Regions from separate parts of the Mus musculus genome. Here region 1 is linked to region 2. A link is a contact called in public promoter capture Hi-C data. All regions are on one chromosome and are shown on one strand. The core of a region is the stretch at or near the end of the contact, and the rest is flanking DNA. Distances in the headings are between cores, read along the strand shown.

Region 1 (6,305 bases), core at 3,163-5,662, 320 kb before region 2:
TGAAGAGTGTATTTGGAAGGAAATGATTCTGGTTTTAAAAGGTGACATTACAACTATCAGTTTTGTATTCTCAGTATCCAAAATGCCCAGATATCAGTAAAGGCAACAGTTATATATTTACTAATAATTAAAGACTTAGCAATTTTGTTCTGTCTGTCTGCCTGCCAACCTACCTACCTACCTATCACTCAGTCAGTCAGCTGGAAAGTTTGATTAATGCTTAAGAGCACTTGTTCTTGCCAAAGAATCCACGTTTGCTTCTACACACACACACACACACACACACACACACACACACACACACGGAGGCTCACAATCATCCTGTAACTCTAGCCCCGGGGGTGCCCTCTTCTCACTTCCTGGGCCACTAGATAGACATGTAAAAATAAGAAAGAAGTTAAAAAATAGTACCATTAACTTGTTTATTTGATCTCATTTTTATACTTAGTACTTTTGTTTTAGAATCTGACCCAGGGCACCATACTACATTAATAACCATGTCTTTAATCTCTTCTTACATGGACATTAATCTTTTTTGTTTTCCATGGATGACACATTTTTGGAGAGGTGTGTGAGAGTGTGTGAGTGTGTGTGTGTGTGTGTGTGTGTGTGAGACAGTATCGCATCATATAGACAAGGGTGTACTGGGATTTTATAGGTACTTCAGGCTAACCTTGAACTATGTTTCTACTGTCCCAGCTACCTCACTGCTGGGGTTACAGGCATGTACTGTCTTGCCTGAATAAAATTTTAAGAGTTATTTTTAAGTATTTTACAAAATGTTGGAGGAGGTTCTTCTGGCGCCCCCCCCCCACCCCCCCCATGATTAGGTTGGGAGTTGTAGATTTTGGGAATAAATACTAAAGAGGCAAATTGAGTTGATTATATTTTGGTGATGCATGGTACAAACCTTGGTGAAGTTAATCTTGCCTTTGACTGGTTGGTTTAGGTAATGAGTGTTTTTTCCATGTTTCTCTGCTGTATAAGGTGACTATCTTTCGATTTCCATATTTGGTCTTTGAATTAGTTCTGGAATATTCAAACACACTATTATGACTTTTTGACTTTTTGGTTTAACCTGTATTCATGTAAGTTCCTTTTATTTTATGTCTTTTTTTTTTTTTGATAGGGTTTCTCTCTGTGTAGCCTTAGTTGTCCTGGAACTTGCTCTGTAGACTAGGCTGACCTTGATCTTGTAGAGATCCTTCTGCCCTTATCTCCTAAGCACTGGGCTTAAAGACTTGTGCCACCACCTCCGAGCTGTAAGCTCCTTTTTGGTGATTGTAATTCTTTAGGTTTAAGAAATGTAAAATGTGCCCATTTAAAAGATTTTAAAAGTGGAGATTCTGCCTCTCCTGGACAGGGCCTGCATCCCTTCCTCACTGCTTGCAACAAAACAGCTTGGTGTGTTTCTGATTTCCTTTAGATCCTACTCTATCTAGTTTGTTTGTTTGTTTTTGTTTTTTTAAACAATCTCTCTCCCTTCTGAACTGTTGCTTCATCTATTGCATAATTGAAGAGTAAATTTGTTAGAATTTGGTGGAACTGAATAGTTGAGACTGTTCAATAGATTTTTTTGTCAATGTAGATGCTTTTCTCTTTTTGGCTTTTTGCTTGTGGCGTTCAAGATTGCCAGATAGAAAATTAGGCTAAATATCGCCAGAAATCACATCTGTCAAATGATTGTTTTTAACATCTGAAAATATAGGATAACACTTTGAGAGATACTTGATGCTGTGAACTGAGAGAGAGAGAGAGAGAGAGAGAGAGAGAGAGAGTTGCTGCTGTGGGAAAGAAAAGAACTGAGCTCTTAGCTGCTGCATCATGAGGTGTCTGCCAGTGTGGTTAAGGAAAAGAGCAGTCACTCAGGAAACGGGATTCTTAACTACTTACTGCACTGCCCGGCGCGGGGATGAAAAGGGGGGGATGGGTGAGATGACCCGCATCCTGCCAGAGCTCGGTGAGACTGACTGGATGGGGCGGCGGAGGCGGGTGGTGGTGGAGGGTGGCCACGGGAGATTGCTGTGGGACCCACGGAACCAGAATGGGCAGTGCTAGGCTTAGGCCACCGGACCACGCTCAGTGGGGGTGGGGAAGGCGCAGTCTTGGCTCTGACTCAGGCGCCACAGACTTCTGGGTACCACGGAAGAGTCAGCTCAGGGGTCTCTGGGCTGCATGGAGGCCAGGAACTACAGGTTCTCAATCTTGGGCATCCCAGAGCCATTGGATGTTGCGGCTGGACGTCTTGAAAGAGCTGAGAATGAAGTGGGGAGCCCCCAGGGGCAGCTTGGTCAGCCCCAGGGTTGAAGGGAGAAGGGGTAGGGGGAGAAGGCGCTGCTGGGTGGTTCCTGCGTGGGCATGAGTCCTTGGTCTGGTCTGGCGGCTGGAAAAGCTGGTAGGCCTTTCTGCGGGAGATTAGACTCAGCTCTTTTGGGGAAGGCCTGGTCCATTGCTATAGCATGGGGGTCTTGATGAGCAGAGACAGTCCATGGTTTTAGAGCTTTATTGTAGAAAAGCAGAGGGGGTGGGGCATGGCCATGTTGCTTGCTCTGCCTCTTGATCTGCTGTTGACTTTATTTAGCTCTTGTGTACAGAAAACTCTTGGGGTAAAGGTGTGACTAGGGCTGAGCCACACCACAGCAATAAACAGGTTTTTCTAGTTTACAATCTTGGGGTTCACAGTGTGATCAAATATCCTGCAAAAGGAAGGCCTTATTTGAACTTATGATTCCAGGGGGAAATAAGAGTCTGTCACCATCATGGTGGTGAAGTATGGCACTGGTCCAAAGATTATCTCTGTACAACACTGAAGAAGACAAGGGCCGGACCAGAAAACTACAAATTTTAGCCTTGTGGTGGTGGCATAGGCCTTTGAGTCCAGGAGGCAGAGGCAAGTGGCTCTCTTGAGTTTGAGGCCAGCCTCAGCTACAAAGTTCCAGGATAGCCAGGGAGACTTAGAGAAACCTGTCCTAATCTGGCGAGTAATGAAGGGCAATTAGGGATATTCTGCAAATGATGGGGTTAGAGCGATTGGGGACAAGTTTGGTTGTCAGACAGATGTTAGTGATAAGGGGGTAACAGAACAGTTGTGACCCAACTGTGGAGTCTGTGGTACAAGAGTCCTGTCTTCCTCAGGCAGAGCTACATGTGCATAGATGGCATGTGTTTCTGCAGTCATTGGACCAATGCCAATTGCTAGAGTTAATCTTCTACTGGACTTACTATATAAGATGTTGCCAGTACATTCCCTGTCACAGATATATAATGTAGCAAGTAACTATGAAATTTTTTTTTTTTTTTTGTCTCTCTGGGTGTCCTGAAACTCACTTTCTAGACCCTCTGTCCACAGACTCACAGAGATTGGACAGTCTCTGCCTCCCAAGTATGGGATTAAATGCATGCGCCCTGCACACCTCTGTGATTTTTACTACTTATAAAAAAAGGTCAAAGTTTCAAATAATTTTGAAAATCAGTAAATATTTCTTGGTATCTTTTCATGATAAAACTCTATGAAATCAATAATTTTCAAAGCTTTACATCAGAATGATTATTTCAGTTTTTTTTCCCCCATGAAAAGATTGTCTTTAAGTGGTAATGCTCGTATGTCAGTATGTCATTTTTCACTTGAAGCCAGTTCTCCATGCTCTTTATGTATGTCCTGTTGGCTGTCATGTTGGGATGTTGGGATTTCTTGGTTTCTTCTTCTTCTTTTTTTTTTTTTTCTGTTTTTTTGTTTTTGTTTTTGTTTTTGTTTTTGTTTTTAGTTTCTTGAGAAAGGGTTTCCTGGCTGTCCTGGAGCTCACTCTGTAGACCAGGCTGACCTCAAACTGAGAAATCCACCTGCCTCTGCCTCCCAAGTGCTGGGATTAAAGGCGTGTGCCACCACTGCCCGACTTTTTTCTTGGTTTCTAATACAGCTTGCAGGAAGCATGTTAATACCAGTTTTGCTTTCAGACTGAGCTCTTATCCCCCTCTTTGTGGGGTCAGGAACATAACTGGGCACCTGTTGTGTAGGCTTTAGACTTTTATCCTTGACCATGAAGTGAGAGATACGTCTGCAAATCAATTTTTCTCTTCTTGCAGGTTGAGAAGATAGTAAATGCTGAATAAAAAAATGAAGGAGAGGGGTAGATTAATAAACAGCAGGAATATTCTCTCTCTCTCTTTTTTTTTCTCTTGGAAAGGTTGGGAAATGTCCAGGGCTACAGTTGCCAACTCCTTTCTCTTGTCTTGTTTTTTTCCTAGGGGTTGTCCTGGCAGCTGTCACCTGTCATGACAGTGGGTATCTGTGTTTTTAACATGGAGATTGAGTTATAATGAAGTTAGAAGTAGTCTGGCAGTCACTCAGGTATTCGTTTTAGTCTAAGCAGTTTTGACAAGTCTACCTGAAAAAGAACTGGCCTACAGGCATTTTGACCTCTAAGATAAACAAGATTAGGATGTGGTAAAAATTCAGTTAGGTCACTCTAGACAGTTCTAGTAACAGTCACACAAGATTATCTAGAAATGATATGTGTATGTATGCACACAGTTACAATACTTATAATTTCATATTGATACTATCTAGAGGTGCAGGATCATTTTTATTTTCTCTACCGATTGAATTAGAAGGCAGGAATTTCTGAAAGTCAAGCAAGGCTAAAGTTTATTCAAGCACTAGTTACAAGTAGAGAAGCAGACTTAGTGAAAGGAGGGGATCCTGAGCTAGAGTCCCATTTGGGTGCTAGACGATGCCAGGGTTTATGGATCTTTGGATTCTTAATTTAAAAATAGATTCAAAGGAAGCTTGCCTTTTTTTTTTTTTTTTTTTTTCTTTTTTTCTGAGACAGGGTTTCTCTGTATAGCCCTGACTGTCCTGGAACTCACTCTGTAGACCAGGCTGGCCTTGAACTCCACCTGCCTATGTCTCCCAGGTGCTGGGATTAAAGGCGTGCACCACCACTGCCCGGCTCAAAAGGAAGCTTAAGGACAGTTTTATAAGAGTTTAAACGAGAAATACCAGGGCAGGAAAGCTGTAAATCTCAGCAGCTGTTGGGAAGAGGAAAATAGAGAAAAGGCTACATACTATTTGAGTTAAGCTCTCCTGGAGATTAGCCACAGGGTGAGGAAGGGAGCTTTAGAAAAAGGCAAGGACAGGTGGTTCAGTAGTTAAGAGCACCTGCCTTTAATCCCAGCACTCAGGAGGCAGAGGCAGATGGATTTCTGAGTTTGAGGCCAGCCTGGTCTACAAAGTGAGTTCCAGGTCAGCCACGGCTACACAGAGAAACCTAGTCTCGAAAAACAAAAAAGCACCTGATGTTCTTTCTTGTAGAGGGCTGAGGTTTGGTCCCAGCATCTGGATGATGGATGACTCACAACTATAATTCCATTTCTGGGCGGCATAGTAAGCACACATACATGTAAAACACAGACAGACAGACACAAGTACACACACACACACACACACACAATTGTGTAGGTGGGGAAGGGAGAAGAGCTGAATCTGGGCTGTGGTATAGGGGATGAATATGATCAAAACACATTGTTACAAATTTGTCAAGGAGCTAGCAAAATTAAAACAAACAAACAAACACTAAAGACAGAAGAAAGAACAAGGAAGAGTTGCATGTAGAAAGGTAGGCAAACCCAGCCACACCTCTTGGTGCTCTGCAGGGATTGCACTAGGGGACAGTAGTTCTGGAAAAGAAAAAGTACAATGTCTTATAAAAGATAGAATTATTCTGCTGTTCTTTGTATCAGGCTGAAGTGAGTCCACCTCTTCAGGGGAGATTCCGCTTCCTGCCTCCTGAGGGCTGCTCAGGTGATTGACCGTCTCATTGACTTCAGTAGCTGGGAATGCTAGATCTTCACTTAGGCTAGAGAGATTTCATCTTGATGAGAAAGACCTAGTCCCTTAACATGCTTTACTGCGTGTCTCTTTCCTCCAATATCAACCTTAACAATTCTACCTCTTAATGAATTGTAGAATAATTTATTATAACATAGAATTTCTGATCTGCTTAGTGGGCAAGGATTAGAACCTGGAATGGTTACCCCATAGTCATGTTATGTAGTGGGCATACCACTCAGTGCAGAATCATGCTGACATTGCTTAATATGGTATAGTTATCATTTTTTTAAACTACATAACTTTGAGGAAATATGTGTTTTTGTCAATTTGTTAAATACAAGGTGACAGAGACAACCCCATGTTGTTTGCTTTTTCAGCCCGAGGAGTCCCTTAATACTTTGGGACCTCATTTTGGCTTTAATGCTAAAAAAGAATTTCAGGACTAGTCAGTGTAATGAAATAGACTTGGTGATTT
Region 2 (6,390 bases), core at 1,940-4,439:
CTTTCTCTCTGTGTCTTGAATCTATTTCACAACTTGAGCTAAGTTCCTTATCAGTTTATTTGCATCCTCTGTTTGGTCTTTGAAAAAAATTTTTTTTTGACAAAACTCTGCAATTTCTTTTTGCATGTGCTTGTAATTTAACATCTTATAATTTTTGGTTTCCATTGTTAACAAGATGTCATCCTGTGGGTTGTCATAATGGAAAATCTTCTCATGCCTTTCGTGTCTCTTTGGTGTGCTTTGTGCTTCTCTTGAGGAGTATCTGTTCTCTGGTTTGCAGCTCTTTCCCCTTCCCCATGGTCTCTATCTTTGCTTTATGTATATCTTTGTTTATTTTTGGTAGCTTGTTCTACCTTAGATTTATTATTACCCAAGCTGACTGTAATGACAGCTATTATGAGTTACCATAAGGCCCCAGGTTAGCTGCCGAAGGTACCATGCCCTTGGCTGATGTTTCCTAGAAAATTTGAAGACAGGAGAAGTAGAGTTCTTGTTGGGGGAGAAAGTCACATATTTAAGTGGTAAAATGAAGGGGTGTGGACGATGGGATAGGAAGGACTGGGGTAAGAATTAAGTCAAGTATATGGGTTAGACATATGAAAAGCAGTAAAGAAAATGTTGCATTAAATTTAGAGATAAGGAAGATGTAAGAGCTTTCCCCAGCAAGGTACAAATCACATCACATCACCTGAATTTAAAATATAAGCATATACATACTAACAAAAAATGTAAAGAATTAAAAAAACTAAGATATATAGGAAACAAAAAATAAAATAAAAAACATGAATGCAAATGAGCAATGAATGGAAATAAAAATGTTCTCAGTCAACATTTCTTATTGGTTAGGAGAAAGCCGCAACCCCACATCTACAGGTCCATTAGTGCATTGCAACAAGTTCCACCACAGGCTTCCTGTTATCCACATAGCTTCTCTCAGCTGTGGTCAGGGTGGGGAGTGTTGAGAATCTCCCTGCTTCCGGTGACCTTACCACATTTCAGCTATGGCCACAGTTTGTGTGTCTTAGGTTTACTGCTCCTATCCAGTGGCTGCAACCTGCTTACTTCCTGTGGTTCCAAAGGGTCTCTGGCTCCACAAGGTAGCAACAGCCATGGGGTCCAGAGTGATGTGTGGTGCGAACTTCCCAACTTTAGAGTCCTTTTCTCTCTCTCTCTGGAGCTGTGTCTGTGGGCTGCTCTTTCCTTTCGCAGGCAACTCCCCAAGGGCTGAGGTCAGTTCCAGCTAATTTCTCATCTCCTCTTTCAGTTTCGCCTGTTCCAGCACTGCCTCAGTCAGGTTATTTGTGCCTTCAGATTATGGCAGGGGAGGGGTACTGTGGGTGTTACCAACCCCTAGGTTTCACATTCCTATATCCTCCATCCAGCACTCTCTCAACATCTGCTGGGATGGTTTGCCCTCTTTCTTTACTTTTTTTTGGCAGAATTGATTTTACAGAGTAGTTATAGTAAGCCGTGTCTGTGAACGTGGCCACTGGACCCAAGCCAGTGACTTTTGCAAAGGTGATGGAGCTGACACTAAATCCAGCCTTCAGAGTTTTCCCTGGGACTGTGGGGGAAAGGCAGAGCTCATGAAGATGAGTCACTGAACAGAACACCAGTCCATCATAGGAGTGTGAGGAACAGGGAGTTAACAAAACACACCTTAGGTTCAGCCTTAGTCCCTCTCCCCACCCTTTCCCTTCCAGGTCACCACATCTCTGCCTCTACTTGATTGACATGTTAGGTTGGACAACTCTTTATTGTGAAGGATTATCCTGGGCTTGGGATGGTTAGTTCCATTTCCTGGTCTCAGAAGCATCATAATCATCATCATCATCATCATCATCATCATCATCATCATCATCATCATCTTCAACAACAGCCCTACCAGGCATGTCACTAACATCCCCAGACAGCCAAACTGCCCATTTCGTAAGGAATTTGATTCCGGGTAGCAAGTACTGTTTTATGATGACCAGAATATCCTGGACCGAGAAACTTGAAGGGATTTGGTGCATAAGTCTAAGGGTAAACTGGGATATCAATTGACCGACAAATAAGTTCATTCTTGGTTCCGTCAGGGCTGTGCCAGCAAAGGGGCGTTGTGTTGATGATGTGACTGTCCCAGGAGTCCTGTTTCCCAAAATGTTGTTGCTGCACCAGGCTCATCTGACCATGCACTTTTCTTCCTTTTCTGTGGTCTTCCAGGACGATGACACATGTGTCCCTGTAGGTTGGCTGAGTGATTGAGTGACTGCAGGGCTGGGGAAGGACAGAGTGCCTGCTGATGTGAAGATGGGTGGAATGGAGTGGTGGGAGGTGGAGCAAGGAGAGCCCACGAGTGTTGTCTGAGTGGATGCTGTGCATAGGCATTTACACCAGAAGCTAATGGTCCTTGATGGAGCTGGGGGCTCTCAGCTCTATTAACAGACTGTGGTGGGTGTTGTTGTATTAGCTTATTTTATTTACTTGGTGCTTGTAATATGTTTTGGTGTATGAGTTCCTCTGATAATTTGACAAGTTTTGTGAAATTCTGGAACATGATTTGTTATTGGGATTGTTCCTGTGACTGTTCAAAAGTGATTATTTCCATTCTCTGCAAGTTTATAAGGCACGCCCGAGAGACCTTTTGCTTTTCAGCTTTCTGCTTTTGGTGTCATCCTGATGTCCCTTTTCCAGGAAGAAACAGCTGAGTCCTGCAGGCGATAAGTGACAGGCTGTAGTCAAAGGTCAGGGTTTGAGTCTGGACATAAGGGTCTGTGTCTCTGACCTTCACATTCTGCCAGGCCCTGAGAGAGTGAGCTGTGCAGGCCAGTGGCGAGCCTGTGTCAGGGTGAGCCGGTTTGGGAAAATAACAAGTGTGAACGGGAAGAGAGTGAATCAGCCTCAGTGGCTGGCAAACTGCTCCTTCCCTGCTCTTCCTGGTATGGCAAGTGGGAGGAGGATGAAGCAGGTTTCACAAGGGCAGGTGCCCAGAATTCACAGTCATCTGGTGCCAAGATGCAGGCTTCCTTAATCTACGGCTGCACTTTCCTCTGTGCACTTTGACTAGGAGGACAGAGTAGGATCTGTGGATTGGCTGTCTGGTCCTTCCTGGATTGTGCAAACCTGTGACTCTTGCCAAGAGCTGTCCATGCCTGGAGCTGCTTCTTTCTCATTGGCTAACTTTGTTTCATTTTGCTGGGAGGCGTATCTTTCAAGTTGCAGGCAGTGATATCTACAAGCACCTCGCAGCAGCTCGGGGACTCCGGCCGTCACGATGACGAGGACAACGGTAGATGAGTTGGTCTTCTTTGTGAATGGCAAAAAGGTAAGTGGCAGTTGACCTTTGGTTTAGAGATTCTGCTGTCTGAAAGGGGACCTGTGTCACTTCTCTTGTGTGGACACTTTGATGTGTTCTGGTCTCATCTTACCCCTCAAAAGATATTGCTGTAGTTTGGTAACTTTAGAGCAAGATGAACACAGGCAAGACGCTCAGAGGGCAAAGGAGGAAGGGGAGGGAAGAGAGAGGGATGGCCACTCTATGCTAGAGGACACACTGGCTCAGAGGTGGGAAAAGGAACAGAGTCTAGGTGAGAGGAGGAGGCAACAGCACTTCCCTATTTCTGTGTTTCTTCTCTGTTTCTAGTGTTTCAGTGGCTCTCTTTAATACAAACAGCAGGAGGCGGGCACTTTTATGCTAATGCCGGAACATAAAACACACACAGCCACTGGTTCTGATATATGATCCTGTACATAGATTTAACTAGAGCTGATTTACTGTGCGGCAACATATACTGACACCTTGTGGCAAGCCATTATTGTCATTATTTTCATAAAGGACTCCTCCATCACCATCTCTCAGTTCTATATGTAAATATTGCAAACCCCTTAAACGGCACTTGTGAATGTAGGTAAAGTGGTATGGGGTCCACAAAATCCCTGATAGCCTGAGAATCTTTGCAAGGTCAACTCGGTGCAGGGAGAGAAGGAGCAAGCTAAGTGTATTGTTTCTGGCGTTGTTGGCCTCCCTTCAAGGTACTCCCAGCACTGCAGCTCCCCACTTGAGGTCACAGGAGAAGAACCCTCATTTCCCCCACTGTAACTGGCCACATGGACTTCATAAACCATGAGTGGGCCAAAGGCTTCCCCCCCTCCCCAAACAATTTTACTTGTTTTTTTATTTTGACACTTTTGTGTTGATTAAAGAGACTGAGTAATTTCTGAAGAAATTTGCAAGAATGGACATGTGATTTCAAGAATTCCTAAGGGCTTAGACTGCCAGCATCTGCTTGGCTAACTAGCACGCAAACTTTAGGAGTCATTTCAACACCAGTACGGTAAAGCCTGTGGATTCAGTGGGAGTGGCCCCATCCCTGGATCCCTGAATCTCTCTGATATATTGCTTTTGTGTGTGTGTGTGTGTGTGTGTGTTGGGCAAGCTTGGACCAAGACAAGGGCTAGGGTGAAATGCCTAAGCTGATGGTAGTAAGGCTTTTGAACTCAATCTTTTAAATGTCTTTTGTGCCCAATGGTTGCATCACAGAGGTGAGGAAACAGCTGTTAACTTGGCTCCCTGGAAATACTGTGCACACACAGACATCATCATCTTTGGGATGCTCATAAATGAATTTTTCCCAGTGAGCTAGTGGCAGGTTCAAAGTGTTCTGAAGGTCATATCTTGCTCTAAGGTCGGGTGTTGATTTATGTGTGACCCACAGTTCTTCTGGGGGGATAGCTTAGTGTCAGCCTCTGGTTCTAGAAAGGAGTGTTTTTGAGGTGAACTGGCTTGGCTGAAATTGCTTCTCCTTGCATTTTACTAGCACTGGAGAGAAGTGATTTTTAGATTTTTTTAGAGTGTAGCATCACACCAATCCCTTCTATTCCTGGGAGCTTCTGGTCCCGTCAGGTTATCCTGAGGAATAGCCAGCCTGTCATTTAAAAAGGTGTGAGCTCTCCAGAAGGATGAAGAAAGTAAGGGCAATTGGTGAGTAGTAAGAAGCCAGAGCTAGCAGGCAATCTGAGTGAGCACAGGCAGATTGAGTAAGTTCAGATTCATTTCCTTCTTCAAGATGTTCTAGGCATTGGGCCAGAGAGATTGTGCAAAGAAATTACCAAACGAGCGGTAGAAAGATGGCAGCTGGTTCTCCTCAGGGCACCTCTTCCTTTCCTTGTTTTCTACACTGCATGGTTCTGTCTGCACCAGTGGGCTTAGAGAGGGCTCAGGTATGAGACACCAAGTGCCTGTGGAATCTTCTGGGAGTGACCTGGACCTTAGTGACCTGTCCTCTTCTGGAGTCAGTACTAAAGGGAGAGCGTTGCTCAATATTTCACCAGCATTGTGGGTGATGTCCTCTTAAGGGGCCAGGATTCTAGTTTTACTGAGAGGGATGCAAGAGAAATCCCTACAGGAAGAGGACATAGCTGGAGGCATGCAGCTTTATTCTTTCACTGGATAATTATAATTTTAATGTTATAGATTTAATGTATATAGTATGTTATCATCCTTTAGGACTGTCTTCCTTTTTTCTATCCTTCATCCTTCTTTCCTTTCTTCCTTCCTTTTTATTATTTATTTATTTGAGACAGGGTCTTACTATGTAGACCAGGCTGGCCTCGAACTCACAGAGACTGGCCTGCCTCTGAACCTTGAGTGCTGTGACTAACAGCATGCACCACCACAATACAACACAATACCCAACAATCATTTTATTTTTAAAGTTCAAATTTTCAGAGCAATCTACTCACTCATTTTCTTTGAGTTCTATGTATTTATTCTCTCTCTGTCTCTCTCTCTCTGTCTCTGTCTCTCTCTCTCTGTCTCTCTCTGTCTCTGTCTCTCTCTGTGTGTGTATGAGAGAGAGGGGGAGGGAGAGAGAGTGAGAGAAGATATTAATTGAACTCAGCTTAGGTTATCAAGCTTGATGGCAGACACCTTTATCCACTGAGCCATGTTGCTGGCCCATCAAGGCTGGCCCATGTTACTTGCCCTGCAGTGTGTTCCTTTTATATCCCAGGCACCACAATACCTGGCAGAATCAATTAAAGGGAGGAAGGAAGGAAGGAAGGATTTGTTTCGGCTCATGGTTTCACTGGAGTTAGTCCACAAATAGGCCTCGTAACTTGAGCAGACGATTACGGTAAATAGAGGGAAGGGGTCATTATCCACAATATGACAGAAGAGGAGATGGAGAGAAGGAAGTGCCAGAGTTTGGGTATAGCCCCCAAAGCCTCCCCACAACCCCATGACCTACTTTCACCTCAGCTCCTAAAGGTTTTACAACCACCCTGTCAGCTAGGTAGCAAGTGCTGCAAATATGGCCTTGGAGGGAATATTTCAGATTCACACTGGGATGCCTGCCAAGTGTTTTCCCTCTGGGCTTTCTGTGGAGACTATTCCGTGGGGCACACCGT

Evidence for each region. Promoter capture Hi-C pulls out the DNA fragments that hold promoters and counts their contacts.
Region 1: a promoter capture Hi-C map of liver shows a contact between it and region 2, with 2.8 times the contacts expected there. The contact joins the enhancer-like site here to the promoter of Xdh in region 2. A contact is called at or near these places in 5 of 39 promoter capture datasets (the 3T3-L1 cell line, the C10 cell line, cranial neural crest and 1 more), 1 of 15 datasets of contacts at CTCF or cohesin (the NIH/3T3 cell line), 4 of 115 datasets of contacts at active chromatin or transcription factors (bone marrow-derived macrophages, effector CD8 T cells and memory CD8 T cells) and 2 of 9 other capture datasets (adipose tissue and liver).

Annotation. Positions count from the first base shown.
Region 1 is chr17:74,268,573-74,274,877 of GRCm38.p6, reverse strand. All of the region lies in intron 1 of Memo1 (mediator of cell motility 1), which reads left to right. Gm52299 (a long non-coding RNA gene) reads left to right here. Exons shown (of 2, transcript XR_003952320.1): 2 at 1-6,305. Among named protein-coding and RNA genes, the nearest start is that of Gm52299, 4.3 kb to the left of the region's middle. Within about 2 kb of position 4,412, at least 12 of the 459 cell types and tissues checked have an H3K27ac peak or open chromatin away from gene starts, as enhancers often do. A contact at or near this core is called in liver, where this site is marked.
Region 2 is chr17:73,946,995-73,953,384 of GRCm38.p6, reverse strand. It overlaps Xdh (xanthine dehydrogenase), which reads left to right and starts at 3,189. Exons shown (of 36, transcript NM_011723.3): 1 at 3,189-3,307. The coding sequence starts at 3,257.